Linked DNA regions of Mus musculus: regions 2, 3, 4 and 5 are each linked to region 1. A link is a contact called in public HiChIP or PLAC-seq and promoter capture Hi-C data. All regions are on one chromosome and are shown on one strand. Each heading gives the region's core, a stretch centred on a gene start, on an enhancer-like site or on the middle of the called end of the contact. The rest is flanking DNA. Distances are from core to core; before and after follow the strand shown.

Region 1 (5,792 bases), core at 1,326-3,825:
GTGCCAGTCACAGATGCCAGGTCACTGTCTTCTTAGGAGGAAGGGGAAAGAGGATGTATCAAACCTACCCCACCAACCGTTACTATTTCTTGAAGGGTCTTAGAAAGGGATAGAAGTTCCTTTGAAAAGGGGGGAGGAGGTGGGGATGGGGGAGCTTGGCCCACTACAAAGAACTTAACAAGATTGTAGACCATACAAAGCAGTTGATGGGTAAGTTAAGACTACCTGACTTCCACGCCCATCTTTAGATCTTATTCTGACCATCTTCTTCTGGGCGGTCAGGTCTAACAGCCTTGGGTCTAGTCTCCTCTTTTCTCTTTCTTTCTTTCTTTCTTTCTTTCTTTCTTTCTTTCTTTCTTTCTTTCTTTCTTTCTTTCTTTCTTTCTTTCTTTCCCGCTCTCTCTCGCTCTCTCTCTCTCTGGTGTTTTGAGACTGGGTTTCTCTGTATCGCCTGGCTGTCCTGGAACTCACTTTGTAGACCAGGCTGGTCTCAAACTCAGAAATCCACCTGCCTCTTCCTCCCAAGTGCTGGGATTAAAGGCATGCGCCACCACTGCCCAGCCATTTATTTTCTTATTGGGGGTTGGAAAGAGCTGAGTCAGGATCTTGAAGTGCTCAAATTCACTATGTAGTGAGTGACAACCCTGAACTCATATTCTCTACCTCCATGTCCCGAGTGCTAGGATTACAAGTGTGAATACTCCTAGCTTTATTTTAATAATCTCATTTTACATGAAGCCACCAGCATCCTACCCTGTGGAGGTTTGACCCCGGCAGACCCTCACTCTACACTCTCACCTTCCCAGTCACTCTGTGGTTATTCAGACACAAGATACCGACAGCCAGACGTGTGTGTCAATGGTATGTGTTCCATGTATGTGATACAACAGAAGCAGGAGCCTCAAAACCATCTCCAGAGATGAGGCCCAAATTGAGTCTGTTACGGGAATATAGGAACTAGCTTTTGAACTTAATATGGGTATTGAAAGTAAGGATTTAGTATTGCTTTGTGTACTAAAATAATGAGCCACTTGGGCAAGAGCAGTGTCCACCTCCATCTCAAAGACAATGGAGCAAGCACAAGCTTCAAAGCCTACAGCAGCAATGCAAGTCTTAAGGTTGCCCCTGCAGGGTCTCACAAATGGGCCTTTCAACAAATAGGGCCCAGAACAATGGCACAGTGTGGCCTTCTGGAAGCCACTAGCAGCCATTAATCACAGTAACACCAGTGGAGTGGAAGGTTCTAGGGCCAGATTAGTCAACTCAGACTTTAGGACCAAATCCATAATTCCAATTACTTTTTCCTTTTGTAGTACCCTTTAAATGTTTCAGTAGAAATACTCAAGTTATCGAGAAAATATAAGGGATATAGGCAAAGATGAAAAGCCAGAGTTCAAATGAACTATGGCACTGGAGAGAAAGAAAATATCGACGGTTGTCAGCGCTCCCAGGCCTCCCTGGAATGATGAGTTTCATAAGAACTAGGAACTAATGAGAAAATCTGGGACAAAGCCATGAGAAATAGACCGGGTGGGGGGTGACGTGTTCTTCATGGTTAGTAATTTTTGTGGATGAATGACAGTAATACCATAACGCTTTTACAGTTCAAACATCTCCAGCACAAGAAAATCCCTCTGCTGAGGAGACAAAAGACAGGGTTAGACGAAAGGAAACCCTGGAGTACAGACAGACCTTACAGACTCAGGCTTTGTAGCAATCAGTCGGACTATGTGCTGCTATCTTCTCCAACCTGCCTAAGTTGCCATCCAAAGCACGCTTTCTATCTAATATGGCCCAGACTGAGGCTTCCAATTGCGCTTCATTATCCAGTTAAGGTAGCTCCCCTTTCCCCCTCATCCCGCTATCAAGTGGGTATTTCCTCCTTTTCCTAAATTCCTCTCCATGGACGCCTACTCAACAATTAACTCCTGGAGCTCGTAAAGTCATTCGAACACCAGTTTCATTTTATCAACTCAAATGGGGATTTCCTCCTTTTCCTAAAATCCTCTCCATGGACGCCTATTCAACAATTAATTCCTGGAGCTCGTAAAGTCATTCGAACACCAGTTTCATTTGATCAACTCAAAGCAGATCAGACAGAAAGCCTAGAGGAAACTGTGTAGGGAAGGTCCCCGCCCAGGGTGTAGCAGTCAGTAGTGCATCCAACAAACACCTGGTCGTGGGTTGGGTCTGAGAACGCTGCCGCTACTCAGCCACATTCAAAGGTCGTCATGACCAACCAAACTGGACAAGGGAAGGGCTCAGGAAGCGGCAAACAGCTCGGAGCGCCCGGCTAGCGTCTGTCCTGAGCAAGCACTTCAGGAGAGCCACGTGTCTTAATCCCGCCGCCCGGTCTCCACTCCGCTCTAACCCCACAGCCTTCCTGCAAGGCCCTGCGGGAGAGCGCGCACAGTATCCTCAGGGGAGCCCCGCGCCACACCCACCGCACTTGTAGGGTCTCCCGCCCGCCACGTGGCTGCGGCTATGCGCCCACCCGGGCCCCAGCACCGGTCCGCGCACCTGGAACCCGACTTGCCAGCTTGGCTGTCCGCGCCCTGGAACATGTCGGCCGCCGCCCCGCGCTTTCACAGCCGCCGCGCGGCGGTTCCCGCTTGGTCCCGCGCAGGTACCCTGACCCGCCCAAGCCAGTTGGACGCCTCTCGCGCCAATCATGTCTCTGCAGCCTATCGTAGAGTCGTGCCCCACTCCTCCCTCCCGCCCCCAAGGAGAGGGAGGCTTGGAGGCCCGCATCGCGCTTACAGCCGATTGGCTGCAGGGGGCGCCTCTCATGGCCTCAGGCGTGGGCATTGGTTCACAGCTCGCCCCACCCCCAGCCAACACGCCTCCGCATGCGAATCCGCATTTTCTGGCCGACCTATCCCGGGCTGGATGGCACTAGGAAGTTTCTGGCCGGTGGTAGCGGAAGGCTTCTTTGGGGTTACAGCACCTTCGGGAGGAAAGGTTCATGGAAGCGCACAACATACCCATAACAGAAGCAGCGAATTCTGTAATGAATTCCGCATTCAGCGGTCACTCAATCGCTGAATCTCTGATGCCTACCTGTTTGCTCACCCTCACCTCCAGGGCACCTCCAGGCCTTAGAGCTCATCTCATTACACTGTGCCTGTTGGAATACCCTAAGCATACTGGCTTTGAAAGCAGGCACAAAAGACAGACATTAGATGAAGTATTAGTATGTATTTATGCACAATAAAAACATTTACAAGCCGAACTGGAAATTTTAGCCGAAGTTTTAACAGTTCTTGTTTATTAAATAACCAAAACACCTTTTATTCCCAAAAAATTGGTAAAGAATAAATAATGTAATTTACAATATGGTACAAAAAATAATCAGAAGGACAGGCATTCTGCTTTATACATACACTGTATATTTATAGTCTATAAAACAAATTCACATCTCAAGCCGGAAACCTCAGATGATATGGCTTAACGATTATCAAAGCAAACAGCACTGAGCTCTGCCTGCTGGGGGCACCCCTCCAGCCAGTGATCTTACGAAAGAATAAGGGTCTGGCTGGGGCAGTGCTTCCAAAACTGGACTGACCACACCAGGCTAGCCTCTGGGAAAGGTATACTGTGGGTTTCTTTCCTTTTTTAAAGTGTTTTTTTTTTTTTTTTAAATTAAGACAAAGTACGGTATTTCCTCATGAATGCATCTGGGAGATTTGTTTTTAAAGTACATAAAACAATTTCCTTCTAAACTTATTTTGACCATTTCTAATAATATGGTTTGGTTAAAAATGCTATTGAACTGAATGACACCTCCCCTAGCAGAGGCTATCACAAGGAATGAAAAAGAAGAGGAGGGTAGGAAAAAAGGTTGACCAACAGATGAAATGTCCCAAAGTCCCACTCCCTGAGCAAGTACTATGCCCGACAGGATCTATGGACTTCAGCTCGCCTGAGCATCTTCTCTAGGACACAATCCATGCCAAGCACCAAAGATACAGGTTCCCCATCTTTTAAAAAGATGAATCAACATGTCTAAGAAACATTAATATTAACAAAAGATTTTCTCAAAGAATGACCGCATGTAAGTCACACTAAGTTCCAATGAGGAGAGGAAGCCCGAGTGAACGCCAACCATCCAAACTGATGGAAGGAAGAGAAGGAAGATGTAGAACCCAGGAGCCTGCCTTGCTGTTTTTGTTTTGTTTTTTAAAAAACTCTAACCTTTAGCAGTTTTCAGGTTTTATGCATGGATATTTGCTTACGCTGGGAGACGTTGTATCCACTGATTCTCTGCTACAAATGCCACCATTTGTCCTTTAATGTGGCGATGATGAGCAAACCAGTATGGCTGGTGAAGAACCTTCTGGAATCTTGTCAGCTTCCTTACAGTAACGCACCAGTCCATCTGATGCCGCTTGCTACTGGGAGACAAGGGCTGTAGTCTCTGCTCCTCAAGACGTCTCAACTCCTTTTAGCCGGCACAGACTAACATGTGCCTACAGCATTCACTGCCTCATGGAAACCAGCTTAAGAGCCCAACTACCTAGTTCTACATGCGCAGTTACCAGGATTCTACAAGCACCCATGCTTATTAATGTTGTGGGAGAGTCTACCTGAAACACAGGAAGAGCAGCTAGCAGTGGCCTGAGCCTAGCCTGGTACAGGCTACAGTCCCAAGATCTAAATGCCTTCAGCTAAGTAAGGCATTGCTGAAAGCACACAACTGGGTAGAGACACATTGGCTACCTTACCACAGTCTCTTGACGGCACCATATGCTTGCGCTTCTCATCTAACAGTCTGACTCTTACCAGATGTGGGGTCTGCATGTCAGCATCTGGGACAGATCCTTCACCAGTACCAGAGCCCTATACGGTCTTTGGAGCAGAGCCTGCACTCTAGGGTTTGTAGTAGCCAGAGAGGCAACTGGATCAAGTGTCCCAAAAGGACATTCCCATCCCTTTCTTCATTGCAGACAGAGAGACGTAAGGGCCTAGGATGATCTTAAGTACTACTGTGCAAGGAAGGAGGCTAGAACAGCTGGAAAACAGAGGTGGCAGCTTTAGGAGTTACAAGGACCTGCCAAGCTTGGTGTGGTAGCACATTACTTTCAGCCCAGCACTCAGGAGGTAGAGGCAGGTAGATCTCCAGCCAACTCAGTCTATAAATCAAGTTATAGGATAGCAGGGTTATACAGAGAAACCCTGTCTCAGAAGAAAAAGGAAAGGGGGTGGAGTGGGGTGGGGTGGGGTGGGAGGGGTGTCAGCCCTGGCTAGCATGTGGAGAGTGAGCAGTGACGTGGCTAGCACAGGGGTCACCTGTTCAACAAGAAATAGCCATGGCTACCTGATATGCTAGGTCCAGCAAGAGTGACCATGTTACAAGAATCTACTAAAGGGCAAAGAAGGGGAATGGAAGTATTTTTGGCACCACTCTGAGTCCGATGGCCTGAGCATGACAACTGACTGACCACCTCTGGGCTCCTGAAGAGGGCTGCTAAAACATCATCAAGCTGTGAGCTCTTCCTACACCCTGACATCTAAACCTGGCTTGGGTCCCAGAATAGGAAGAGAGATAGCCTGGGGCAAAGACACCCCTCAGATACCAGCAATAACACATGAAATTTTAAGTGTGGATAAAATCTGTAGACATTGCAGTGCATTTGGGGGTTGGGGTAGGGTCAGGCCATTAGAGAGAAATGGTATCTCAGATCACTTAGAAGGAACTAGGCTGGGCAGTGGTGGCGCACAACATTAATCCCAGCACTTGGGAGGCACAGGCAGGCGGGTTTCTGAGTTCAAGGCCAGCCTGGTCTACAAAG
Region 2 (5,792 bases), core at 1,788-4,287, 910 kb after region 1:
CTCAACAGTGAAGTCTTCCCAGGTGCAGTGTTCCTAGGTCCTGTGAGGATGGAGCCTTGGTAGAATGTCAGTTGGGCAGCCTGACATCTGAGGGAGTGAGGGATATGGGAGATCACAGCTAGAACCATAAGAGAGATGTCCTGGGTGGAGCCTCCAGGCCCTGACTATGCCCTTTTCAGAGGAAGACACGGGATATCTGAACACAGAGGAGTTGGTATGAAAATGAAGCAGAGATGGAGTCACAGTCAAGTGGCCAAGACAGTGATCCAGCACCTTTGTTTTGGATTTCTGGTCTCCAGAAGTGTAACAAAACAAACTTGTTTTCTATTACCAAGCTTTGGGTTAATTTGTTACAGTAGCCACAGAGGGCACAGAGAAGCAAGAAGGGCAACAGTAAGGGCTGGGGAGAAACCTCAGGGGCACTGGACTCAGTGACCATAGACACGTGGGACTGGGCTAAGGAAAAGAATGTGAGTCCTGCTCAGTTCAGGCTGTGTGAGACAAAGACACCAGTGCCTCTAAGGGAGAAATATAGCGAGGCTGGATGCTCACTCATCAAGTATTGCCTCTACGCTAACCCCAGAGAGAGAAGCCAGGACAGAGGCCAAAGCTAGGAGAGTGTGGAAGGACCAGAGTAACGTAGGTTTCTAACACAACACAAAATCTAAGACCTGGGGCTCTCAAGGGCCCTGATAATTTGGTAATAAAGATAAACTCATTTGAAAAAGCCAAAATCAGCTCCAGGAGCCTGCATGTCTGACCTTAACAGGAACCCAGCCTCAACAACTGCTTGCCATGGCTGGAGAGTCCAACTTACAGGGTCCAGACAATGGCCAGCATCAGGCACTCAGGATCTCCAGGAAGCAGGTGCTCACACAGGCCAACTGCAAGCAAAGTCTCCTCTCCCATCTGATGGCCTCTGACCTCAGTAATTAGGGAAAGTGTTGGTGCATCCAGAGCAGCAACTCCCACAGGAGGGTATTAACCAGAGGCCAAGAACCCTTAAATGTCTTGTTGAGCGCTGTTCTCTAACGCAGCCTCCCTGTGGGGAAGGGGAAGCAAGAAGATCAATCTAGGGCTGTCATCAGTCTCCCTATTTCCTGGTTTTTTGTTTGTTTATTTTTCAGACAGGGTTTCTCTGTGTGCTGAGACTAAATGTGTATATGCTACGCGATGCTTTAGGAACTAGTTTTGGCCGGCGTGGTGGCGCATGCCTTTAATCCCAGCACTCAGGAGGCAGAGGCAGGCAGATTTCTGAGTTCGAGGCCAGCCTGGTCTACAAAGTGAGCTCCAGGACAGGCAGGGCTATACAGAGAAACCCTGTCTCGAAAAACCAAAAAAAAAAAAAAAAAAAAGAATTAATTTTGATTCTTTGTTTTGTTTTGTTTGTTTTGTTTTCCAGACAGTTTCTCTCACTGTGGACTAGCCTCTGACTCTCCAGTACCACCACCAACAGGCCCCAGTTGAAATTTAAGTAGCTCCCTGGCTGTCCCAGGCCCTCTTCCAGGGGCTCTCCTTGAGACAGGGCATGTTTAGAACAGTGTTGCACTTTGATGGAGAGAAAGAATCATCCACGACCTCTCCTGAACTTGGACATATGGAAGATGCTCACACCCCCAGCTCCTCTGCCCAAAATCCCACGAATAATCTATGGGAAAAGCAAGCCAGGTATGCAGAGGCTGAGGCTGTAAAAGGGAGAGTCTGACTCAGGTCCAGTCAAGGTCACTACCAATGTCAGACATCCATAACCATCTGTCAGGGGCTGCTCAGAGTGGGTGAGGGGTTGGACTTCAGGACTTTCCCCGAGTCTGGACTGATAACTTTTCAGAGGCATTTCTAGAGTGGCCACCCTATATCTCATCCTTGGGCCATGTCACTCACATAGTTTAACAGTTTGACTACACTCACACCCCTGGTCACTCCGGCTGAATAGACACCTCAAACACAGCCCCAAGCAGGAGCCATGTTTAACCCTGAGCTCCATGATGTAGTATGGGGCAGAGTAGCCCACGCAACCTTTGAACTAACTGTTGGCAATCAAGCGTGAACGTCTCGGACATTTTCTAAAATCCAGCCCCTGTGAGAAATGAACCACTTCAAACCACACAAAGGTGAGAATCAGAGAAGTACCCTTGTCCGTGCACTTGTCGCTTCGAATTTCATTTCAATAGTCACTGACCGCCTCCTGCTATCTATCCGTGGACCTCGAGCTAATGCCAGCCGTCTCAGCGTCACACAAAGCTCATCTGAGCCCAAAGTGTCCCAGACCCGAGGATTCCTGCATCTGGGTTCCCCAAGCTCCATTCTGTTACCGCCCATGCCCACAAGGCTTGGCTTGTTGAACCTCAGGACCTGAGCGCGACCTCAGGCTTCCAAGAGATCGCGACCGCTATGGTTTCCATGGCGCAGAACCAAATCCTGTCTATAAATCTCACGGTACCCACATTTTCTCCTTTCCCTTGGACGACAGCAACAACACTTTGGGATCTGGTGGGATATGTTGTTCTGCAAACGCTTGCCAATAGAGAAACGGAGCGCAACAGAAAAGACACAGGCATAATGCTGTTACATTAACATGCTTGCGTCACAATTCGTATGCCCTACGGACTGCAGTCTCGCTCAACAGCGCCGCTGGTGTAGTGGTATCATGCAAGATTCCCATTCTTGCGACCCGGGTTCGATTCCCGGGCGGCGCATGTTCTTTTTATTTTCCCGTTCATCTCTGAAAAGGAAGGATGCCTTGCAATCTTAAACACCATTCCAAAAAAGGTGAGGCGCAAACGCAACAAATGAGCTTTTAAACAAATACAGCTGAAAGACTCCAGGAAACCATAGCCTCTACTCGAGCCTTGTTCCTTGTCCGAAGTCACCGCTAAATCCCGGCCGCCGGAATCAGTTTCCCGCAGATGCAAACCCTTTTAGGAGTTGAGAGGCCTCCTAACAGTTATACTGTTGCAAGCGGCTGGCCCTTTCGACCACAACTCCCGTAGTGCCCCGCGCAGGAGCTGGACCACAGCTCCCGTGGTGCCCCGCGCGCATTCTGGCTGGGGCTGGCCGCACCGCTGCGATGATGATGGCTGCGGCTGCTGAGAGAAACAAGGAGCCCATCCTGTCCGTACTCCGCCAGTATGTGGATCCTGCCCAGCGCTGTGTTCGCGTGCTCGAGGTGGCCTCGGGCTCTGGACAGCACGCGGCACACTTTGCACAGGCCTTCCCGAATGCCGAGTGGCAGCCGTCGGACGTGGACCAACGCTGCCTGGACAGGTGCGGCGGCGCGGTGTCTTTCCCTTGCGGCCGCTTGGGGCTGAGTGAACGGCGGGGCTGGCAGACCGGAAATCAGGACAGGCCTAGGTTTGGGTGCCAGACTGAGGTAGTAGAAGCAATGGGCTGTAGGGTCGACAAAGATACCCGCTTGCTGCTCCTCAGGACTTTCCCCCCACACCCCGATCACTGAGGGGCCTCGTCAGCCCTTGCCCATGCGCTGCTGCTCTCCACAGCATTGCCGCCACCACCCGAGCCCAAGGGTTGTCCAATGTGAAGGCTCCGCTGTACCTGGACGTGACCTGGGAGTGGGAGCAATGGGGCGGCATCCCACCCCGATCGCTGGACCTGTTGCTCTGCATCAATATGATCCACATCAGCCCCCTGAACTGCACAGAGGTGGGGACCACTGTGGAGCCCAGCTTTCACGTTGCAAAGAGGAAAGCATGAGTCTCCAGCTCCCGGCTTACTGTGCCCTACTTGCCTTCCTCTGCAGGGGCTCTTTAGAGCAGCAGGACACCTGCTCAAAACCAAGGCTGTGCTGATCACCTACGGGGTGAGTGACCCTACCTTAAGACACCCCTATCAGCCTTGGGTGTTTCCCCACTCTTGAAGCCCAGGGCCCGGGACCTAGCTAGCCCTTTTCCTTCTTGAGTGCAGAAAAAAGTTATTCTTTCTATACTCCTATGGAAAGAACTCCATCCTATCCTGCAAACTAGCTGTGTGGGAACGACTGACTTTGGGCCTATGTATTGTGTCTTGTTCTCACAGCCCTATGCCGTCAATGGGAAGATCTCTCCCCAGAGCAACGTGGACTTTGACCTGACCCTCAGATGCAGGTCAGATCTGGCTAGGAGGTAGCTTGGCTCAGAGAGAGGGTAGGCGGGATCATAACCTCAACTCTGCAAATGCCTTCTACCTTCCTCCCCAACTGCAGGAACCCAGAGTGGGGGCTTCGTGACACAGTCCTTCTGGAGGAACTAGGCCAGGCCAGTGGCTTGGTCCTGGAGAGGATGGTAGGCAGGGCGATGTGGGGGTGGGGAGCCTCCCTGTGATTAAGAGTCACTCCAGCCTGGCATGGTGGCGCACGCCTGTAATCCCAGCACTTGGGAGGCAGAGTGAGTTCCAGGACAGCCAAGGCTACACAGAGAAACCCTGTCTCGAAAAAACCAAAAACAACAACAACAAAAAAAAAACCAAGTCACTCCAGCAAAGCGTTTTTCCAGGTGGACATGCCAGCCAACAACAAGTGCCTGATTTTTCGGAAAGAATAGCATCTCTGTCAAAAGTTGTCACGGTACAAGCTAGACCTCAGCCCCTCCCTCAGTCCTTGGGATAAATTAGCCCCTCCTGGTCTGGTGGCCACAGGGCTGTAGAGAACCTGTTCTGAAGGGGCCTTAAAATAAATCCTTTCCAGCCCACTGTGGGCTATCTATACCACATTGCTTGCTGGGAATACCTGGGAGAGGGCGAAAGGGGACCGGTCTGGGAGATGATTAGGGCTTGGGGTGGGTGTAGCTGAAGCAGGACTGAGCTGACTTTCTCCTATGTCCCTGGAGACAAGCTTGTATGTCTGTCTGAGGGCTCCCAAGAGTGAGTTGGTGCTACTTGGTGACCTCAACTAGGAACTGGAAGCTCCATCTACTGGAAGGATTCCAACTGAATAGATAGGGCTGGTGGGGGTGCGGTGGAGACAGTGCTGGTGGGGGTGAGGAGTGGGGTGGAGATAGTGTTGGTGGGAGTGGGGTGGAGATGGTGCTGGTGGGGGTGGGAGTGGGGTGGAGATGGTGCTGGTGGGGGTGGGGAGTGGGGTGGAGATAGTGTTGGTGGGAGTGGGGTGGAGATGGTGCTGGTGGGGGTGGGGGTGGGGGCGCTGCAGCTAGAAGGGACCCAGAGGCTATGACTCCCACAGGCAAGGACATTTATTCAGCAGGAAGGAGGGCAGGGATGGGGATCGTGCATAAAACTAGTCTTGGAAGCGGTTGAGCAGTTCACAAGCCTTCTTCTCGAGCAGTTCCACAATCTTCTTGACTCGCTTCTCGCTGGCAGCACGGACATAGCTGTTGGCGTCCAACACAGCCACACCTTCACGAACCTCACCCATGATGACCAGTGGCCCATCGACAGCTGTCACGTTGGGGCATGGGCAGGCCCAGTCCATGCCACTCAATGTCACCTCCAGGTATTTGGTGCCCAAGAACTTGAGGCCCATCTTGTCGTCCTTTAGCACATCATCCAAGGCCACACGAGCTATGCCGCCTGCAGCCTCGGGCTCCTCCAGGACCTCTGTGAGTCTCCCCACGATGGCAAAGTCACTGCGGCACAAGCTCAGAGCCAGCTTGCTCTTGAGGCGGCAGGCACGACAGGGTGGTGTGCGTGGTACAGGGCAAGCATCCTCACAGCTCTCCCGGGTCTCAAAGTTATTGCTGTTTCCTTCACAGCCACTGTATACAAAGGGGTGGCACTGCTGTAGCAGTGGGCTGTAGGCCCAGCGTGGCTCCCAGCCCTGGCAGGGCCCCTGAACTGCAGGC
Region 3 (5,792 bases), core at 992-3,491, 760 kb after region 1:
TCTCGGTCAGCCCCTAACTGACTTCTCTGAGTCTAATAAATTGTATAAAGTCGGGCAGTGGTGGCACAGGCCTTTAATCCCAGCACTTGGAAGCAGAGGCAGGCGGATTTCTGAGTTTGAGGCCAACCTGGTCTACAGAGGGAGTTCCAGGACAACCAGGGCTACACAGAGAAACCCTGTCTCAAACAAACAAACAGTCATAAAGCCTGAATCCTGAGCCTTGGGGCTGGGTTGGGGACACTGAAGCAGGCCGGTCTCACTACCTACTGTCTCAGCAATAGGAACTCACCCAAGCCGTGGAAACCACCTGAGGGTTCAGATTGTCCCATTGGAGTGCAGTCAGAAACATTACCTCATCCCAGTGAATGTAGGCAGCCTGGGGCCCTCTGGAGGTCACCTAGTCCTTCAGCCTCTAGAGTGGCTGGCCCCCTTCCTCCCTATTGTCACTGTGCTCTGGTGGCTCTCCCAGCTTTTCTCCTGCCAGACACCCATGGTAGCCTAAGTGTTAGGGTGTGCATCTAGATCAGGGCACACAAAAGGCATGGGGAGGGAGAGTGAGCACAGGTCCCAGGAGATATGACAGTCCTCCACCCTACCAGGAAGAACGACATCTGCCCTGAGGCCTGGCACCATTAACCTTAAGCTCCTCCAACCCCCAAATCCATGATAAGTAATCTCTCCGCTCCCTAGCGTGCCCCAGTTCCAGGGATGCCTCCTGATCTAACCACATGTTGATGCACATCAGGGGCCAGGGAAGCTTGGTGACCCCATTTCACTGATCAACACCAGGGAAGCCTGCTGTGTGACTGATGGTCCTGAGAGTCCAAGGGACAGGGACCTGGTCTGTCTTTTGATCATACCTGCAGGGGTCCAGGCCATCTCCTGGGCAGGGTGAGCTCTGAACTCCTTCTGTTCCTCTAACTCTGACCTATCCTGTTGTCTAGGTAAGGGCCACTCAACAAACCTCCAGCCCTCAGAGGACCCAGAATACTTAGCAAGGTACTGGCCCTGCCTCCCAGGACAGGCTTGCCCCTCCCCCACGGGTTGCTGTTGCAGCCTGCGTCATATGAAGGTCCCCAGAGCACAGCTCCCACAAGAGTTGGTGAGGTGTACCTCTGACAGTAACACTGGGAAAGGGAGGCGCTGCTCTGGTTAGTTGAAGGCAGGGCTAGCCCCCTGCCCCCGTTACAGAGTCTCTGAGAAATAGGGAGGTGGCTGCCGCCGGGCACAGGGCTCAAAATCCTGTGGCTGAGGAAGTACTCTTCTCCCTACCCAAAGGCCATCCAGCATCAGCTAAGAAACTGACCTACTCACCCCCTAAGCTAACTTTTAATCTACCCAAAGCTGGAGATGGGTGACCCTTCACACCCGAGGCCCCCACGCACTATCCAACCGTGGGTTCTTTTGAAGTCATTGCCTGGGAATGAGGAAGGCGCCAGAAGGTGGGAGTGCTATGGAGGGAGGCCTGAACCCCTTCTAGGTGAGGCTCTTGTCGTGGAATTCTGCGGGATGCCCCCCAGCCTCCCATAAGTGGACAACACTGAAGGTCACCTGCACCAGGTGGGCTGCAAGACCACAGTGGGAAGTGCTCTGCCCCCACCCCCTCTTCTCAGCTGCCTGCATTGGAGTGCCCTGCATAGGAGGGCCCTGACCAGAGAAGCCTTGTTGGGTGGGGCATATTTTGCTGTTTAGGGCTCTGGTCCCAGTATCACAAGATTGTCAAACTGGGTTGCCAGCAGTTGTAGCTGACCCAGGAGAGACGGGACTAGCTCCCACTGCTGCATGTCCCACCCCAGGGGAGACCTGCCAAAGCTGTAGGAGCAGCCCAGGGAGCTCTTGGGGTCAGCCCAACCCTGTAAAGGCGGTACCAAGGCCCCAGGTGGCAAGAGTGGGCGGGGCGGCTGCCTGGGCTCCCCGGACTCGGACAGCCCAGCCTCACTCCACAGATCCCTCGGCCCTTGTCATCTCTGCTTTTGCTGTCTCCTCCAAAAGTAAGTCCGATGAACAGAAACCTCACACTGAGGGGGAAACAGACTCCAGGGCTCTAGGGCTTGACCAGGTGGGGCCCCTAGGCTAATTCTAACTACTGGGACCAGGGCAACTGCCTCCGGGCCTCAGGGGCGGGGCGGCCGACAGATCGAGTCCAGCGGCGCAGGAGCCATCGCTGCGCGACGGGGGCGCGTCTGTCCTGCGCCGTGCGCGCCGCCCGCAGTGCCCGTGTGCGCCGCCGTGCGCCTGGCCGGGGGCGTCTCGGGGTGCACCGGCGGCCGGGCTCCGGCGGCGGCAGCAGCGCAGGTAGGGCCAGTGGTGGGCCATGCCCCCAGCCCAGATGCTCCCATTTGTGGAGGACCCGCAGCTGATCCTCCGCCCACGTGCCTGTCGGCGTGTGGGGCGCGGGAGAACCTAGCAGGGTGGGGCACTGTAACTTGGGGGTCTCTGGGAAAGGTACTCTGCAGGTGGCCCCACACAACCAGGAATACTAGCCCACCCAACCTCTCACTGGTTCCTTGCGAGCCCTGCCAGGACCTCTTTAGGATGGGCCACTCTAAAGGCTGGGTCCTAGGCTCTCCCCAAGGCCAGCTCAGCTCAGTATCCCGGGATGGAAGCTTAGCCCGGATGTGTCTGGTACTCGGTGCCAGACCCCTCTCAAGGTCGTGGAAGCTGTGATTGGAGGGAGAACCAGAGACTTGGTCTTTTGGAGTGCAACTAGCTAGGGAGGGGTAAAGGGAGGCCCGTTGTGCTCCAACTGACAGCTCTCCCTAGTCAGGTCAGTGACTGGATCTGAAAACACTGGTCTCAGGAAGGCTACCCACCTCCCAAGTCCTGGGCTTGCTGAAAGGCCTGTGTCCCCAGACATTCTGCACATACCCCACCCTACATGCAAATTGCAGACAAATCCTCCCAGCCCCGAGATTAACTTGGCCTCTCAGCCTCTTTACCCATGCAAAACAGGCATCCAGGAGGGCCAGGCAGCACCCAGCATCTCAGGGCTCTCATCGCAGCACCCAGGGTCTGAGTTAGAAGTGGGTCTGGAAGGGGGGTGGGGGCTGCCCTGGGTACTCAGAAGTCCATCTTTTAACCTCCCTAGGCAGGGATGAGTCTGTCCTCCCAATCCAGGGCTGGGCCTTCTCAGGCTCATTTGCCCAGCCAAGAACGGAAAGTTTGCTCTGCAGCTAATCAGCCCCACTGGGTAGAGAAGGCTCAGGGGTCTTGTTAGTGGGTCCCTGTGGCCCTCTTCGGGCTCTTTGCCAACATCACTCCAGACCTCAGGAAGGACCAATGGGTGGTATGGTCCCAGGATCTCCCTCTGTCCTGGGGCTGAGGGTGGCGTGGGGGTGGGGGCTGCAGACCCAGCTCTTTTCGCTTCTCCTGCCCACCAGCCTCAGGCTGGCTACCACCGACGCCCCCGACGCCATGGAGGAGTGGGATGTGCCCCAGATGAAGAAGGAGGTAGAGAGCCTCAAGTACCAACTGGCCTTCAAGAGGGAGATGTCGTCCAAGACCATCCCCGAGTGAGTGCCCCATGATGTCTGTCATTTACCTGCCCAGCCACTGCCCCTTGTGTGAACCAGGACCTCACACCCCCAGTAGGCAGGTGCCACGGGAATGACCGACACTCACTGACACTCCCCACTCACAGGCTTCTCAAGTGGATTGAGGATGGAATCCCCAAGGACCCCTTCCTGAACCCAGACCTGATGAAGAACAACCCTTGGGTAGAGAAGGCCAAGTGCACCATCCTATGAGCCTGACCCACACTCTCTGTAAGGTGTGACTTTATAAATAGACTTCTCCGGGTGTCTCTGCTTTAGTCCATTCCCTGTGGGAGCCAGTGCGATCTGATGTCCTGGGGCAGTGGGGCTACAGCAGGTCCCTGATGTACAGGCTGCGCCGAACAGCATTTGAGACGCCCTCGTTGAACCGGAACCACACCTCACTCCTGCCCACTGCCACACCCATGCGCCACTCGTCCGCGTCCTTCTGGGGGGCCTCAACCTCTGCAGGGACCAAAAGGTTTGCACCTCAGCAGACCCCAGCCTATGTCTCCACCCCCTCCCTTCCTTCTGTGACCCATACACACCTCTGCTCGGGACTGCCACTTTCCTGATGACCACACGTCCAAAGAAGTCCCTCTCAGGCTAGCAGAAAAGAGGGCCGTCAGCTTGCCAGTGAACAAGCAGGCACACCTAGGCCTTTCCCATGTGAGAGGAGACTCCCAAGGCCTCTGAGCAAGGCCTGCGACTAGGAGGACCTCTACTAACCACTGCCCACTTTCTGAGAGCAACAGGTGGCTCCTTGGGATTGGGGCAAGCCCCACCCTCCGGTAATCATCTTGCTCCAGCCCTACCCCCAACACACACACACCTGCTCCTGCACGGTTGCTCTCGTCATGATGTGTTCTAGGCGCTGCTCATGGTTACGTGGGACAGGCTGCCTTGTCCCCTTTTCCCCACTGTCTGTCCACAGACTTGCAGGCCCTGAGGAGCCCTGGTCCACCTGAATGGAAGCATGAGAGTCGGCTAGCCAAGGCCAAACCACTGATGTTGTATGCTGTCTCAACACCGGGGACAAACTTACCTGGGGGCCACTTCGAGCCCAGGCCAAAGCCTCTGCCCTGCGCATCTTCTCCATTTCAATCTCCCGAGCAATAAGCTGCTTAGCCTGGTAGGTGAGGGGCTTTCGGGCAGGTAGTTCAGGGAAGCGGCAGACCTCTTCCACATTCCTACCCAGGTGGGTGAGGCAAGATACCACGGTACCAGTCAGCAGAGGTAGTCTGCCTGTTGCACCAAGTCTAAGAGCTAGGGTGTGGGGTCAGTAAGAGCCAGGGTCTGCCTATGGCACCAACCCATACACCAAATTCAAGATCTTGGGTGTAGGGCAAGGTCCTGACAATGCTACAGCCTAACCCCATGGCAGCTGGGGGTTCTCCAACTATAAGTGGAGAAGACAAGGAACATGCACGGGGCTAAGGAGAGGGAGCAAGAACAGGCAGGGACACCGGGACCCTCACTAAACTGCAGGATACCAAGGTTGCTGCTGCTGCTGTGCCTAGAGCCCTCTAGAACCCCAAGGAGCTACAGACACGCAGGCTATCCACCCTGGGATGGACAGAGGTTATATGAACCCTACACTGAAACTTGGAATCAAAATTGTGTCTGACCTAGGATGAGGCCTAGTGCCAGCCACATTTGTGCCAGGCCTAAATTGTAACCCACAACACCTTGGATACCTCACCAAGACCACACTGGCTTTGGCACACACACACTGCATGTCCCCAGGTGTTCCCCCTGCCCCAGGCACAGGGGCACTCACGGCTCCAGCTTGTAGAGGTACTGCCCATCAGGTGTGCGCTCCTGGTGGTAGGTGAGACTGTAGGCAAGCATGGTACCCACAAGGCAGGACAACTGCTGCTTCTCATGGGCACTGTACAGCTGTGTGCTCACCTAGGGTCAAGAGGGCACAGGTTGGGCAACTCGGCAATGCCCAGAGCCACCTGGGCCACAAACTCCACCCTTTCCTCCGTATCTGACACTCACGGGGCGCAGCTTGGGTGCGAGGACATCCAGGAGCAGGCAGAGAGTATCTAGAACAAGGGCCTGTGGTGTGGCCCGGCTACGCGTGGTCGGTGCCATACCTGACACCAGTGTCTGTATGTGGTTCCTTGTCTGGCTCATCCGAGTCTGGGCCTAGGACAGAAAGTGAGCCGGGGCCAGGGGAGCAGAAACCCCACCAGGGGCCAGACCCTAAGCACAAACTCTGCAGATGACACACCTCCTGCTGGCTGCTGGGGA
Region 4 (5,792 bases), core at 1,032-3,531, 610 kb after region 1:
AGGCTGGGGCTATTGACCCACGCTGTTGTTACTGTAGAGTGGAGGCAGATTGTGAGTAAGTCCCGGTGACGGTAGACATCTCCAGAGTGCTAGATGGAGCTAGGCAGCTCCCTCCTTTTGTACATAAGAAATAGCTACATCCAGAGGTTTTTTTTTTTTTTTTTTTTTTTTTTTTTTTACAAGGGATCGGGGAAGACCCAGCCCTCCTCAGACTGCCAACCATGGAGGGAAGACCTACCCACACTCCAGATCAGTCCTGCTATTGCCCGTCCCCCATGCTAAGGGTCCTGGAGCCCACCTGTGTGGTGGTCACTGTGATGGTGTGCCTCGCCGAGCACTGCATCAGCTTTGTACATGGGACCACCAGGGTGGTGGCCCAGTTCAGTACCAGAGTCTGAGTCGCTCCGGCCAGTCTTCACACTCTTCCTTCGCCTTGGCTGGTATTTGTAATCTGGGTGGTCTTTCTTGTGCTGCACACGGAGCCTCTCGGCCTCCTCCACAAACGGCCTCTTCTCGCTTTCACTCAGCAAGCTACAGAAAACACAGTAGAGCGAGGATGCCCACGGAGCTCCAGACTTGCCAAGGACCTAGGCAGCGCCAGCAAACACTGCTGCCTGCAGTCAGACAGTTGGAGCACAGGATAGGGTGCTGGAGAGCTCAGGATACCCTCCAAGGGGTAACCTGCCCTCCTGCTGAGAACTCCGACACCAGTGGGGCAGAGCCCAACAGTGTGGTCTAAGGACCAAGACCCCAATTCTCCATCTTTCCCGAAGTCCCCCTTTCCAGCACTATTTGCTCATCCAGTCACCCACCACTGCTACCACCGCCGCCGCTACCACCACCACCACCAATCTCTCTCAAGAAAGACAACAGGACCCAGTGAAAACTATACTTCGACAAAGGCAAGGAAGGCTTTCTGGAAACCAGCCATCCCAAGTTGCCAGGAGTGATGGAGAAACTCCGGGAGATTGTCCTCAGAGCACACACACACACACCCTGAGAATCTCTCGACCTTGAACCTCAACTTGCCGGCCAAGCTGAGAGGGCAAGACAACCTGGCTGTCCTGCTCAGCCCAGTATCACTACTACACACTGTTTCAAACTCGAATAGAGGCAGCTTGGGAGGTGGGACTGTGCAGCTGTCTTCAATAATGCCTGCCTTTCTCAGGCCAAAGTGCTCATTGAGCCTGTCACTTTCACCTGCTCTTTCCTTCCCCAATTCCAGGTTCCTGTGGCCTGGGAGCAGTACCTGCCAGAGGACTTGGACTCCTCATGGACCCCGGAGTCCCAGCTTCTGCCCAGGACAAAGCAGCTTGATGCCTACCCAATATGCCTACAGGCCGTGGTGGCCACTCGATGCTAGGATCCCCAGTTCTGCAGTTCTCAGCAGGATATCCCAGGAGAGGAGAAAGGACTGGAGGGTCACACTCCAGGCACTGGCCTCCGTCCATCTCCAAAGTCCCACACCTGGTGTCTCTGTTGACCAGACCCACCCTGGAACCAGCCCAGGAGCACAGCCCAAGCTGGGGCACGAAGTCACTCCTTTCCTCAGCCTGAGTGTCAAGAGTCCCCACACTCACCGCCACAGCTTGCCTAGGGTCTTGCTGAGCTCTGCGTTATGGAGATGCGGGTACTGGTCCGCCAGCTTGCGGCGCGCCGCCTGTGCCCACACCATGAAGGCATTCATGGGCCGCTTCACGTGTGGCTTGGCCTTGAGCGTGCCGCCACCGCCGCCGCGCACAGGCATAGGCACCAGACTCCAGTCATAACCCTTAAGCACCTGCGACACGGCATCACGGATGCAGGCTGGGAAGCGTTCGTCTGCTGCCTCAGCAGTATCCCCTCGGCCGCCGCCCCCCGCGCGGCCCAGGCCCTCTGATCCCGCGGGCGACGGTGGCGCGTCGGAGTCCGAATCCTCCACGTGTGACATGGAGCTAGCGGTGCCAGACGGGCTGCAGGGAGGCTGGGCGCGGGCCTCACTCATGTCCAGCATCGGGGCCACGCGCGGAGGGGCACTCAGTGGGGATGGACGCAGGGGTCGCGCCCGGTCACTCTGTGGAAGGACACTCTAGAATCCAAGGTTGCCACGCAGGACCCAATCTTTGTCCTCACCGCAGGGGCCCAGCAGCAGCTCCTCCGCCGCAGTAGCTCAGTCTCAGTTCTGGGACCCGCAACAAGTTTCTTTAAGCCGTGGTCGAAACCCCGCCCCTCCCGGTCCGGGTTGGCAGGTCCTCCCCAGGCGGAGCTTGTATGCCCCGCCCCGAATCCAAAGAAGCCTTGCGACCCCGCTCCACCCTCCGTACCACGTGGGCCAGGCGCCCCGCAGCCTGATCCCTCGGCTGAGGCGGGGTCAGAGGGCTAAGGGTGACTGACTGCCCAGTGCATGGATCTCAGCAGCACGGCTTGACTTTCGGGCGGCAGGCAAGGATGCTAATCCACAAGGTTCCTGAGTCCAACATCCCTCCCTCCAATGTGGGGCTCGAATCCGCTATTGCAACCAAACCCGGGTTCTGCCCGCAGGGTGGCGCAATGACAAGAGCCACCAGGTGACCCTGGTAACTCCCGCACCTAGGTGAGCTGGAGGACCCCGGGGCTAGACAGAGGTGGGAGGGCGGGGGCGCTGGGCGGGGCTGCTCTGGCAGTGACTGCTGAGTCCCTGAGGGCGGTCAGGCGGATGGAGGGGCCGGACGCGGGGGCTCGGGTCCTTCCGGGTATGACCTGTGGTGGGGGCGCGGAGGCCCTGGCGGGCGGGCCTGGGTGGTCTGGCGGAGGCGGAAACCACGCTGGGCCGCTTCTCCTCAGCGCCTAGAGAGAAGGCGGAGAGTGCTCAGGGTCGGAGAGGGGACGTTTCTCCCGAGGCGAGAGCCAAGCCTGACTCCGAACCGCGCCCGAGGTCGCCCCCGCGACTTGCCTCCCAGCCCGGAGGTCTCCAAGTGCAGCTAGGAGTCTCTCGCCAAACTCAAAGGAGGCGATGTACCTGCCACCCTAAGCTTGTCTGGGTGGCATAGAGCTGTGGCTCTCGAGAGCTCGGTAACCCTAAAGGAAGCCACCTGTTTCCCAAGCCCGTGGAGGCGGCTGCAGGGAAGAACTGTGGTCTCTAATAATCTCCATCTCCACCCAAGCCGTGAGTGGTGCCCTAACCTTCAGGTCTGGGATCCCAGCCTCCAATCAGACTTTCCCTGCAGACCTGGAAAAGGCCAGTCCTGTGCAGTGTGGCCTTAGGGCATCTACAGCTCTGGACAGAGGGAGAAGGTCCAAGTCCCTGCTTCCTGCTGAGGGGACGGCTAAGGAAGAGAAACTACCTTAATGGTGACCTTATTCTATTCTAGTTCTCTCTCTCTCTCTCTCTCTCTCTCTCTCTCTCTCTCTCTCTCTCTCTCCTCTCTGTCTCCCTCCCTCTTCCCTCTCTGTCTGTCTCTCTCTCTCTCTCTCACTGTGTGTGTGTGTGTGTGTGTGTGTGTGTGTGTGTGTTGTGTCGATGGAGAGCTAGCTGCCATTGCCTGCTGAACTCTCTCCATATTTTAACCATTACCTGCCAAGAAAGGCCCTTCCCTGCACATCTGCAGTGGCAATCCTTTCCCTTGGGGATCCCTCCACTCAGGGTCCCACCTCTTGGAAAGAAGCTGTCTTAGAGGCATAAAGAACCCTGCTAGCTAGTGCACCATCCATCCCAGCAAAAGAAGGCTTAGCGGCAGAGTTGAGAACGGAGACCAGGCCTACATCCTCTCAGGACCTGACCCCTAAGGTCTCAGGTCCCAACCCTCTGAGCCTCCATGGACCCATGCTGTCAGACCAGCAGGCCTTAACAGAGACCTCCACGTTTCTAAGAAAGCACAAACCTGAGTTTGTATTGGGCATTCCAGGTTCTCTGGGCAGCTCTTCCTGGTCCTCACCCATTGTGGATATACTCACGTCTGATCCCCAGACTGCTCGGACGATGGAAGAAAGGAGGTGGCTCTACCTACAGTTTGTATCTTCCTGTCACTTGGGCTGTTGTGACCCCCTCCCCACCCAGCACCCCCGGACAGGGCCCTGGCGGACCCTGGTGTAGTCAGCCCTTGTTATACAGGTATAGACCACTATGGGTTGTCAGGAGCTCATCCAGCTCCGCTCTGTACAAGCACTGACACGCAAGGGGTGCCCTGAGCTCTTCCAGGCTCTGTGCTCAGAATTGAGCCCAGTACAATCTGTGGGCACACAGTTAGTGCTCCAAGCCCATGCCAGGCTCATTGTTGGATCATCTTAAAAGACCAGTACACCCTCCAGGTCTTTAGACTCCTTTCAAGCCAATTGGTTCACATCCTCAGCCACCAGAGAGACCCTGAGCTGTAGCTGCTAGAAAGAACGTTATTCAGGGTGGGCTCATATCTTCTCTAGGACTGATCAAATACAGCATCATGTCAGGGCCTCCTAGGACCAAATCATCAGGACACTGCTTCATGGTCTCAGACCTGGAGTTCCTAGTATTGAGGGCAGGGAAAGAGCTAGTCCTTTCTCAAGATGCACCCAGTAGGGTAGGAGACTTTTAGAAGGATGTGATGGTTTAGCTGTGATCTGAAGCCTGCTGCTACTATAAAAGGAGAAAACAATAGTCCCTGTAGGCAGCATCATATGCAAAAGGCCCTGAAGTCCCGGACAGCGCAGGGTATTTAATAACACAGGAATCTACAGATCTTTAAAAACGTGAGTGGAAGCTATTGAAACTGCCTCTCTGTTTTACCTTGTGGGACATCGGACCTTGTCCAGGTGTGGACCAGTTCCTCCTTCTCTCTCTTTTTTCTTCCTGCCCCCACCTGCCTCCTTGGCTGCTGCTAGTTTTACCCAGGTCTAAATGACTTTTCCCTACGCCTGGGCTTCCCCATCGTCACGTGGGCTTTGCAGTTCTAGAGTGAAGATATCATTGCCTGAACTCTGTTCAGGTGCCCATTCCTGGACCAGTCTTGGAGCCTGGGAAAAGTAATGGAGTGGGCCTGTGAACCTGAGGTTGGCTTGTGTGCCCTCAGCCTTGGCCTGCTTCTCCCTCTTCCCCTGCATCCAGAGCTGTATGTCAGGCAGTTGGCAGGGCATCCCTGCATAGCCGTGGAGATTTTTAATTGCGGGCCTAAAAGAGACAAATGTGGAGGTGGTGAAGGGTGAACTCAGAGCAGAGCTCCTGTAGACTGCTGCCCTGACCACTGGGTTCCAAGAGGCCATGGGTCCTCCTAGGGATTGGACAGTTGGCGCTTTTAAAGTCTACTTGTCAATCCCAGAAGGCTGGCCTCCCAGTAACATGCTTGGGGCATTGGGCCAAGCACACTGCCTCCCACCCCCGTGGTAATCTGGAGGTCTCAGGGATACTGTTAGAATTGTCTGCAGTGGAAGCTGCAGTTGGGATCAGAGCTAGTCCCTCAATAGAATTGTCATCGATAGGGTGTCGCTATCCACCCCTCACTGCTGCTTCGTGCTCCATCCCTCAGACCTACAGGAGCAGTTTTTCTGCAGCACCACATCTGTAGCCCTGCATGCCGCTGGCTCCAGTGTTGTGTGTGTGGTCATGCTCCATCCAGCCCAGCAGCAACTTTGGTGTTTGACACCCCTCGGGAGGCACCGCTTTGGAAGAGACTGGTAACAGCAGGGTGGGACCGGCTACTTAGCTGTTCTCAGTCTGAAAGGATTCTGGAAAGGGGCTCTATTTAACCCAAGCACTGGAGTCCAACACAGCCTCTGCCGTGTGACAGGTGTGTGCGGAGCCCAAGATGTGTTGGGAACAGCTATCGTTTCTACTGCTTTGTCCCATGCCTCTGGAGCTCCTG
Region 5 (5,792 bases), core at 1,560-4,059, 610 kb before region 1:
AATCATCGTATTGGTTTTGTCTTACTATAATGAAACGTATGAGAATAAGTAAAAGAGGTTTACAGCTTTGGAAGCTGAAAGTCCACATAGCACCAAGCTCTGGCTGTGCCAAGCTTTGGCAGTGGTCCCTGTGGTTTCATCAGCTCATGCAGATTGTACCACAATGGTAAGAAAACACACAGAACTTATATCCTAAGGCAGGATGCCAAAAGTGTGGCTGTGAACTTGAGTACCACAAGAACTGTGCAGAGAAAATCTCTTGTGCACTGTGTGAAAGTATTCCTGTCTGTAAAATAATGCTGTTTAGCCAATGGGCTCAGACAGATTAGAAGGTGGGACATCTGGCAGAGAGAGAGAGAAAGAGAGAGAAGAGAGAGATGCAAATGTCACGTGTCCAATTTACATCTATAGATAAATCTATATATTTACATAAACAGGTACAAAATTATAGAGAGAGTATTTACTGAACAAATGGCATGGGAAGAGGATGGCAGTTATAAAAAAAGTGGCCTTTTGTTTTAAAATTTGAAGAATATATTTATATAATACTTGCTAAATTTTAAATTTGTGAATATACTAATCATCTATATGAAACACCTCTAAAACTTCTAGATGATTAAAAGCTATGCAAACTACACTTGAAGCAAGATAGAGATTCACACAAAGACCACTATGGCAGTGTTGCTACAGTTTCTGTGCTGCCTGGATATTTAATAGAACAAGCCTACATAACTCACTGTCATAGTCAATGATGTACACACATTTCCGTGTGATTGTGTTTACATTAGTTTCAAATAACAATATATTCAGTTCTAACAATACATTGTTGAGGACTTTGAATTTGGTGTTAGATGGCTGTTTCAATACTTCCTTTACCAGTTTCATCTGTACTCCTCAATACACAATAAAATGAGACTTTGACACCAGACACCTACTTTGTGAGATTCTGAGGAACACGCATCACGAATACTCTCAACCTCGCCTTTGCCTAAGGGAATTCTAAGTCACCCAGCTCTGTTCCTAGATTTAGTTCTGCAGAACTAGGCTTAGGTTTGGAAAGGACTAAAGAATTTAAGTTGAAAATGGCAAGTACTGTTTTGAAAGAAAAGCGATTAAGTTTAACGTCCAGTTCCAGTCAGCCAGATTCATACACCTCCTATCATGAAATAGAGAATGGGAGAGACATTTTGGGTTGGAAGGATGATGGAGAGAAAGTCTTTGGGGACAAAGTCTTTTGGAGATGTTTACAGCACACCAATAATCCAAATCCCCACCTTGCTTTAATTGTCCCCCCATCTCCCCCAACACACACCGCTACATGCTTGTTACAACAGGCACATACTGCCATTTAAGTGCCAGGCATGATGATAATCCCTTAAGCATGCACTTTTCTCATTTCACTTTGGAAAAAAAGTGGTGGTTGTGGGGGAACCGCAACCTTTGAATACGCTATTACTACCATTTCAATTTTAGGAATGAGAAATTAAGATTCTGGAAAATACAATGACTTGAATACACTAGTGAAGGACTCAAGACCTGAAGCCAGGTCTTTGAGACTCCCTTTATTCGGCAAACTTGACTAGAGCATTTCTGGACAAGGTGTTCTAGGACCCCAGGGAACTGACCATGTACCAGGCAAGGGCTCTTTTCTTAGGGAGTCCATCTTCTGGTTAGCCATACAGGACCCTAGAGAGCGAGAGGTTATGACCACAGTGTAACTGGCATTGATTCGGAAGTCACGATCCCAGGGTTACCTTAAGGCTAGGCAGGTCTGGTCCGCAGCCCGGAATCCGGGGAGGGCTGCGCCTCACTCACCGCAGGCACCCTGTCCGTGGCCACGGGCACTGAAGGACCCGCTGGATCGCCCTCGACGACTGTTGGCCCCGCGACACGGCCACGCCCACGCTCAACCCCGCTTCTCCCGGGCCAGCCGCGCGGATGCCCAAGCTGCAGCAACCTGTGATTCCAATGCCATTCCCTCCTGCCTGGGCCGAGGGCACACAGATGTTCGCATCCTACTGTCTGAAGGAACCACAACCCCCTCCCACCTCCATGCCTGTCTACTGCCTGAAGAAATCCTAACGCCCCAATCTCCTGTCCGAGGAAACTCTACCGCCCAAGAGACCCCGACGCCCTGCCTTCTGCCTGAGGAGACCCAGATCCCTGAGAACCCCCTCCCACCCTGACTGTATTCTCCTAGTGGTGCTGCTGGGCTGGACCGTGACTTTCCCTTTCCTAGCTGTGGGCTGTCGCCTCTGAAAGGTTCCTAGACCTAACCTCACTAGGGCTTGGGTTCCTCCTGCTGAGAGCAGAAAGTAGCACTTTCTCTTGGTGACAAGAGTGAGATGGGGAGAGAGCCCTGAAGAGAAAGAGGAACTTGAATCCCGCTGCGAAAGTGAGATTCTTGATGTTACAGCCTCAACTGCTTTGAAACACATTTGTCCAGAGATGAGCTTCAGGCCAGCGACCCCGGGGCTCAGAGCCCCAAACTAACGCCTACTGTTTGCTGGACGCGAGCAAGGGCGTGCTGCACGATCAGTGGCGGATGCGGAGAAAACCCGCAGGGGCAACCCATCACGCACGCTCACCCCACCCTACAAGCGCTTGCCCACTGGAGGTGAGACCTGCGTGGAGTACTGCGCAGACGCACGATCCGGAATGTTGAACTGGGAGGGGTGCACGCGCTACGCAGAGCGCCCTCTGTCGGAGCTGGGCAACATGTGCCAGGCACTGCGCAGACGCTGAATCCAGAGCTTAGGCGAGGCTGAGCCGGCCGGGGGCAAACCCGGGGCACCTGCAGGGGCGGCCCAGTGCGCACGCGCGCTCCGACGCGCCCCCCCACCCCCTCCAGGAGCCGGAGCTTCCTGGTGCGTTCTTCCACCCGCGCCTGTCGCAGGCGCCTCCTCTCTGCCCCGCCGCCTCAGTTGTCAGCTTCGGCCGCAACCGCCCCAGCAAGGCTGGAGCAGGACCGGGAGTCTAAGGGAGGGAACCTGGCGAGAGAGCTGCGCAGACCGCCGCCACCCTGGCGCTGAGGGTCGGTGAGTGTCACTAGGACTTGTCACTCGCGCGCTAGCTCGGGGCTCTGAGATTTCCCGTCCTTGCCCGGGTCTCCACTCTGCCAGCGGGCAGCGCCCCAACCTGGGGCCTCCGAGCCCCTGCCTATCGCCGGGACCTGCGGGCTCGCGGACTGACCCTTCGTATTGCTGCAGGTGTAGCTGTCTTGGCGTCCTCATGCTGGGTGTGTCCCCGCTATAGCGGGGTCGCGGGGCTCGCAGGAACCCGCACAGACCGCTGGGTCGTTACGGGGTCTATTGTGCGGGCCTGGCAGGTGGACAGACAGCCGCCGCCCTCAGGCGCTTTGCGGGCTGCGACACAGCAGGCCGGCGGAATGCTCCAGGCTCAACCGGCCAGTGCTGGTCCTGGATGGAATTCCTCCCAGTTCTTCAAGCTTCAGCATCTTCGTTTTCATGAACTTTAACGTAGGGTTCAAGGGATGCTTTGATAGGGGTTGAAGTTGGCGAAGCCCTCAATGTGCAATACAGAACTCGGAAGGGGGAACCACAGCAACTACAGCAACTGTGCTCTGGTCAAGTGTCTCGGTGTTTGGTGTTGGTGCTCAGAATGACCGACCCCGAACTTCGACTAGTTCCTGGGGGTCAGGGCTCCAGCCTGGGGGTCAGGTCCCTGGTACTGCACGCTTGAGCTTTCCCTGTGTGTGGCCCATTTGGGCTTTGTCTTAAAAGGTATTTCTGTCTGTCCCTTTGCCTCCAGGCCTGAACGGTTCTTGTATCATAAATAGGGACTTGGTGTTTGTAACGTGAGGAGCACTCAGGAAATGCTCTCCCAATGAGTGACTGGGGCTTTGTAGTAACAATGTGGAGACCCAGGCAAGGCTTAAGGAACTGAATTCTGCCCCTGTCTCCTAAGCAGCCTTATTTCATCCAGAGAGTTTTGTTTGGTGTTGCCATTTGTAAGCTTGAAAAGACTGAAACCATTTTAGAAAGCTTGCCTCGTGGGAAGTAAGAGACAGGGTGGGGAGAGGAAAAGTTGATTTTTAAAAAAATGAGTGTCATGGGAATCCCCCTCACCCACATTGGTTTGAATTGAGCCCTTGCAAACAGATAATATCTTCCTCTAGGGCAGGCGGCATTCCACCATTCTGACAGAACAGCCTTTCAGAGCATGACCAGGTAGCTGGAGTTCTTCTTAACAAGCCACTAACTTTCCCTGTTACATTGACCAGGCTGTCACATAGAAACTATTTTGACTTGGTCTTAACTGGGAAGGCCTTAGTTTGGCCTTTATGGGCTTTATGGTTTCTCCTTCAGCCCTGCTTCTGGCAATTGGCAGGGGGTTCCTTTGATACACTGAGTCTGCCTAGAGCCACATTCTAGAACTCTCAGGTACGTTCATCAGTCTTCTAATGCGCAAGGCTCCAGGCATGATTCTGAGTCACTAGATGATCCCTGCCCGTAGAGATCTTCAAATGGCACTAATTTACTCACAAGAAAGTGGCTTCAATCAGAAGCAGGCCTGGCCAAATGGGTCAGTGAATTAAGGTGTCTAACAATCAAACCCGACAGGTTGAGTTAGATCCCAGTGACTCACGAGATAACAGAGGGCCAGCTCCAGCAAGTCGCCCTTGACCTCCACACAGACACCATGGTACATGCATGCCCCCCACCACAGCACAGAGAAATAAATACCGTGTTTGGTTTTTATTAAAGAATGGGCTAAGTGGTACAGGACACATCCAGAATAGATGCCACCCGTGTCTAAAGGAGTAGGAGAGCTGAACTGAGAATGCAAGATAGAGTTGTTCCAGAGAAATGTTCATGTGCCCAGCCAGAGCCTACAGTCTTCATGGGTAGGCCTCAGACTGAAGTTTCTATCTGAAAACACCTCTAGAAGGTTCTGCTCTGCAGTTAAGATGAAGAACTTCTCCTTATCAGAGGCAGCATTCACAGGGCCTGGCTCTGAAGTAGGCTAGGAAATGATAGGGTCTCATCAGTTAGAGCAGTGTGTTGGATGATACTCTCAACAGACTGACGTGGTGAAGGCCCATTCTGTGTGTGGAGTGAAAGGCCTGTGGCCCATTCCTGCATCAGTGCCATTCCCTGGGAATAGCACAAGGCCTGGCGTCAACAGGCCAGTGGTCACCTTTGCAGAAGCTGTAATGAGCTCCTTGCTGCTGCACTTGTTACTGAACATCCATGGTTACCTCTCTGGGGACGCCTGTTGCTTCATGACCTCACTCCCCATGCCTAGGAGGGCAGAAAAGCTGGCTATCCAGGGAATGGGACCGGGGCTGTAGCATGGGAATTAGGCAGGAAAGCAAGCAACAGCACGCATTTTGTAGAATTCTTTTTGTAGAGCCTGCTTTGGGACACATCTTTCGCCTAAAATACACCTTGCTGATTCTTACCAAGAGCTTCTAAGGAGACCCACTGTTTTCAGCTCTGGATAAAGCAGGCAACGATGAGTTCCAGAAATTGCACTTCTCTACCTGGGCCTGCAGAATGGATCACCCAGTTTTAGACCTGGCTTCCTCGGGCTCTAGAACAGAAGCTGTGGTTTGCAGGCTGGGCTCACCCAAGCCACATAAAGGCCACTGTGTAAACAGGTCATCCCGGTGCTTCCTCTTGTGTGCTGCTGTGTAGAAAAGAGTTTGAGAGTGTCCGTGTGTGTCTGTGTGTGTGTCCGTGAGAGTGTGTGTGTTCGTGTGTGTGTGTGTGTGTGTGTGTGTGTGTGTGTGTGTGTCATCTGATAGTGAATCCTGACAAATGAATCTA

The links. Promoter capture Hi-C pulls out the DNA fragments that hold promoters and counts their contacts. HiChIP or PLAC-seq counts read pairs in DNA pulled down with a chosen protein or histone mark.
Region 2: a contact with region 1 is called in a promoter capture Hi-C map of liver, with 3 times the contacts expected there. The contact joins the promoter of Mettl26 here to the promoter of Jpt2 in region 1. A contact is called at or near these places in 4 of 39 promoter capture datasets (embryonic stem cells, hematopoietic stem and progenitor cells, liver and 1 more), 1 of 484 Hi-C or Micro-C datasets (B cells) and 1 of 115 datasets of contacts at active chromatin or transcription factors (stem cell-derived neural progenitor cells).
Region 3: a contact with region 1 is called in an H3K27ac HiChIP or PLAC-seq map of microglia, with 7 times the contacts expected there. The contact joins the promoter of Gng13 here to the promoter of Jpt2 in region 1. A contact is called at or near these places in 4 of 39 promoter capture datasets (embryonic stem cells, hippocampal neurons and pre-B cells), 2 of 115 datasets of contacts at active chromatin or transcription factors (astrocytes and microglia) and 3 of 9 other capture datasets (adipose tissue, embryonic stem cells and liver).
Region 4: a contact with region 1 is called in a promoter capture Hi-C map of pre-B cells, with 3 times the contacts expected there. The contact joins the promoter of Cerox1 here to the promoter of Jpt2 in region 1. A contact is called at or near these places in 2 of 39 promoter capture datasets (embryonic stem cells and pre-B cells) and 2 of 115 datasets of contacts at active chromatin or transcription factors (bone marrow-derived macrophages and embryonic forebrain).
Region 5: a contact with region 1 is called in a promoter capture Hi-C map of liver, with 2.4 times the contacts expected there. The contact joins the promoter of Abca3 here to the promoter of Jpt2 in region 1. A contact is called at or near these places in 1 of 39 promoter capture datasets (liver) and 1 of 115 datasets of contacts at active chromatin or transcription factors (pancreatic cancer cells).

Annotation. Positions count from the first base shown.
Region 1 is chr17:24,958,048-24,963,839 of GRCm38.p6, forward strand. It overlaps Jpt2 (Jupiter microtubule associated homolog 2), which reads right to left and starts at 2,576. Exons shown (of 5, transcript NM_198937.2): 1 at 2,521-2,576. The coding sequence starts at 2,564. Cramp1l (cramped chromatin regulator homolog 1) reads right to left here. Exons shown (of 21, transcript NM_020608.3): 21 at 3,179-5,792.
Region 2 is chr17:25,872,463-25,878,254 of GRCm38.p6, forward strand. Mettl26 (methyltransferase like 26) reads left to right here and starts at 3,038. Exons shown (of 6, transcript NM_026686.2): 1 at 3,038-3,264; 2 at 3,498-3,660; 3 at 3,758-3,817; 4 at 4,033-4,100; 5 at 4,199-4,277; 6 at 4,488-4,701. The coding sequence starts at 3,068. The coding sequence ends at 4,535. n-TGccc7 (a tRNA gene) reads left to right here and starts at 2,626; the gene lies at 2,626-2,696. It overlaps Wfikkn1 (WAP, FS, Ig, KU, and NTR-containing protein 1), which reads right to left. Exons shown (of 2, transcript NM_001100454.1): 2 at 5,166-5,792. The coding sequence ends at 5,228.
Region 3 is chr17:25,715,287-25,721,078 of GRCm38.p6, forward strand. Gng13 (guanine nucleotide binding protein (G protein), gamma 13) reads left to right here and starts at 2,242. Exons shown (of 3, transcript NM_001357782.1): 1 at 2,242-2,295; 2 at 3,381-3,512; 3 at 3,641-3,816. The coding sequence starts at 3,415. The coding sequence ends at 3,746. It overlaps Chtf18 (CTF18, chromosome transmission fidelity factor 18), which reads right to left. Exons shown (of 22, transcript NM_145409.2): 16 at 5,773-5,792; 17 at 5,538-5,687; 18 at 5,314-5,444; 19 at 4,579-4,723; 20 at 4,366-4,497; 21 at 4,082-4,139; 22 at 3,744-3,998. The coding sequence ends at 3,862.
Region 4 is chr17:25,568,530-25,574,321 of GRCm38.p6, forward strand. Cerox1 (cytoplasmic endogenous regulator of oxidative phosphorylation 1) reads left to right here and starts at 2,282. Exons shown (of 2, transcript NR_045176.1): 1 at 2,282-2,572; 2 at 5,457-5,792. It overlaps Sox8 (SRY (sex determining region Y)-box 8), which reads right to left and starts at 2,157. Exons shown (of 3, transcript NM_011447.3): 1 at 1,581-2,157; 2 at 299-531. The coding sequence starts at 1,993.
Region 5 is chr17:24,349,214-24,355,005 of GRCm38.p6, forward strand. It overlaps Abca3 (ATP-binding cassette, sub-family A (ABC1), member 3), which reads left to right and starts at 2,810. Exons shown (of 33, transcript NM_013855.3): 1 at 2,810-3,038. It overlaps Abca17 (ATP-binding cassette, sub-family A (ABC1), member 17), which reads right to left and starts at 1,846. Exons shown (of 31, transcript NM_001031621.3): 1 at 1,755-1,846.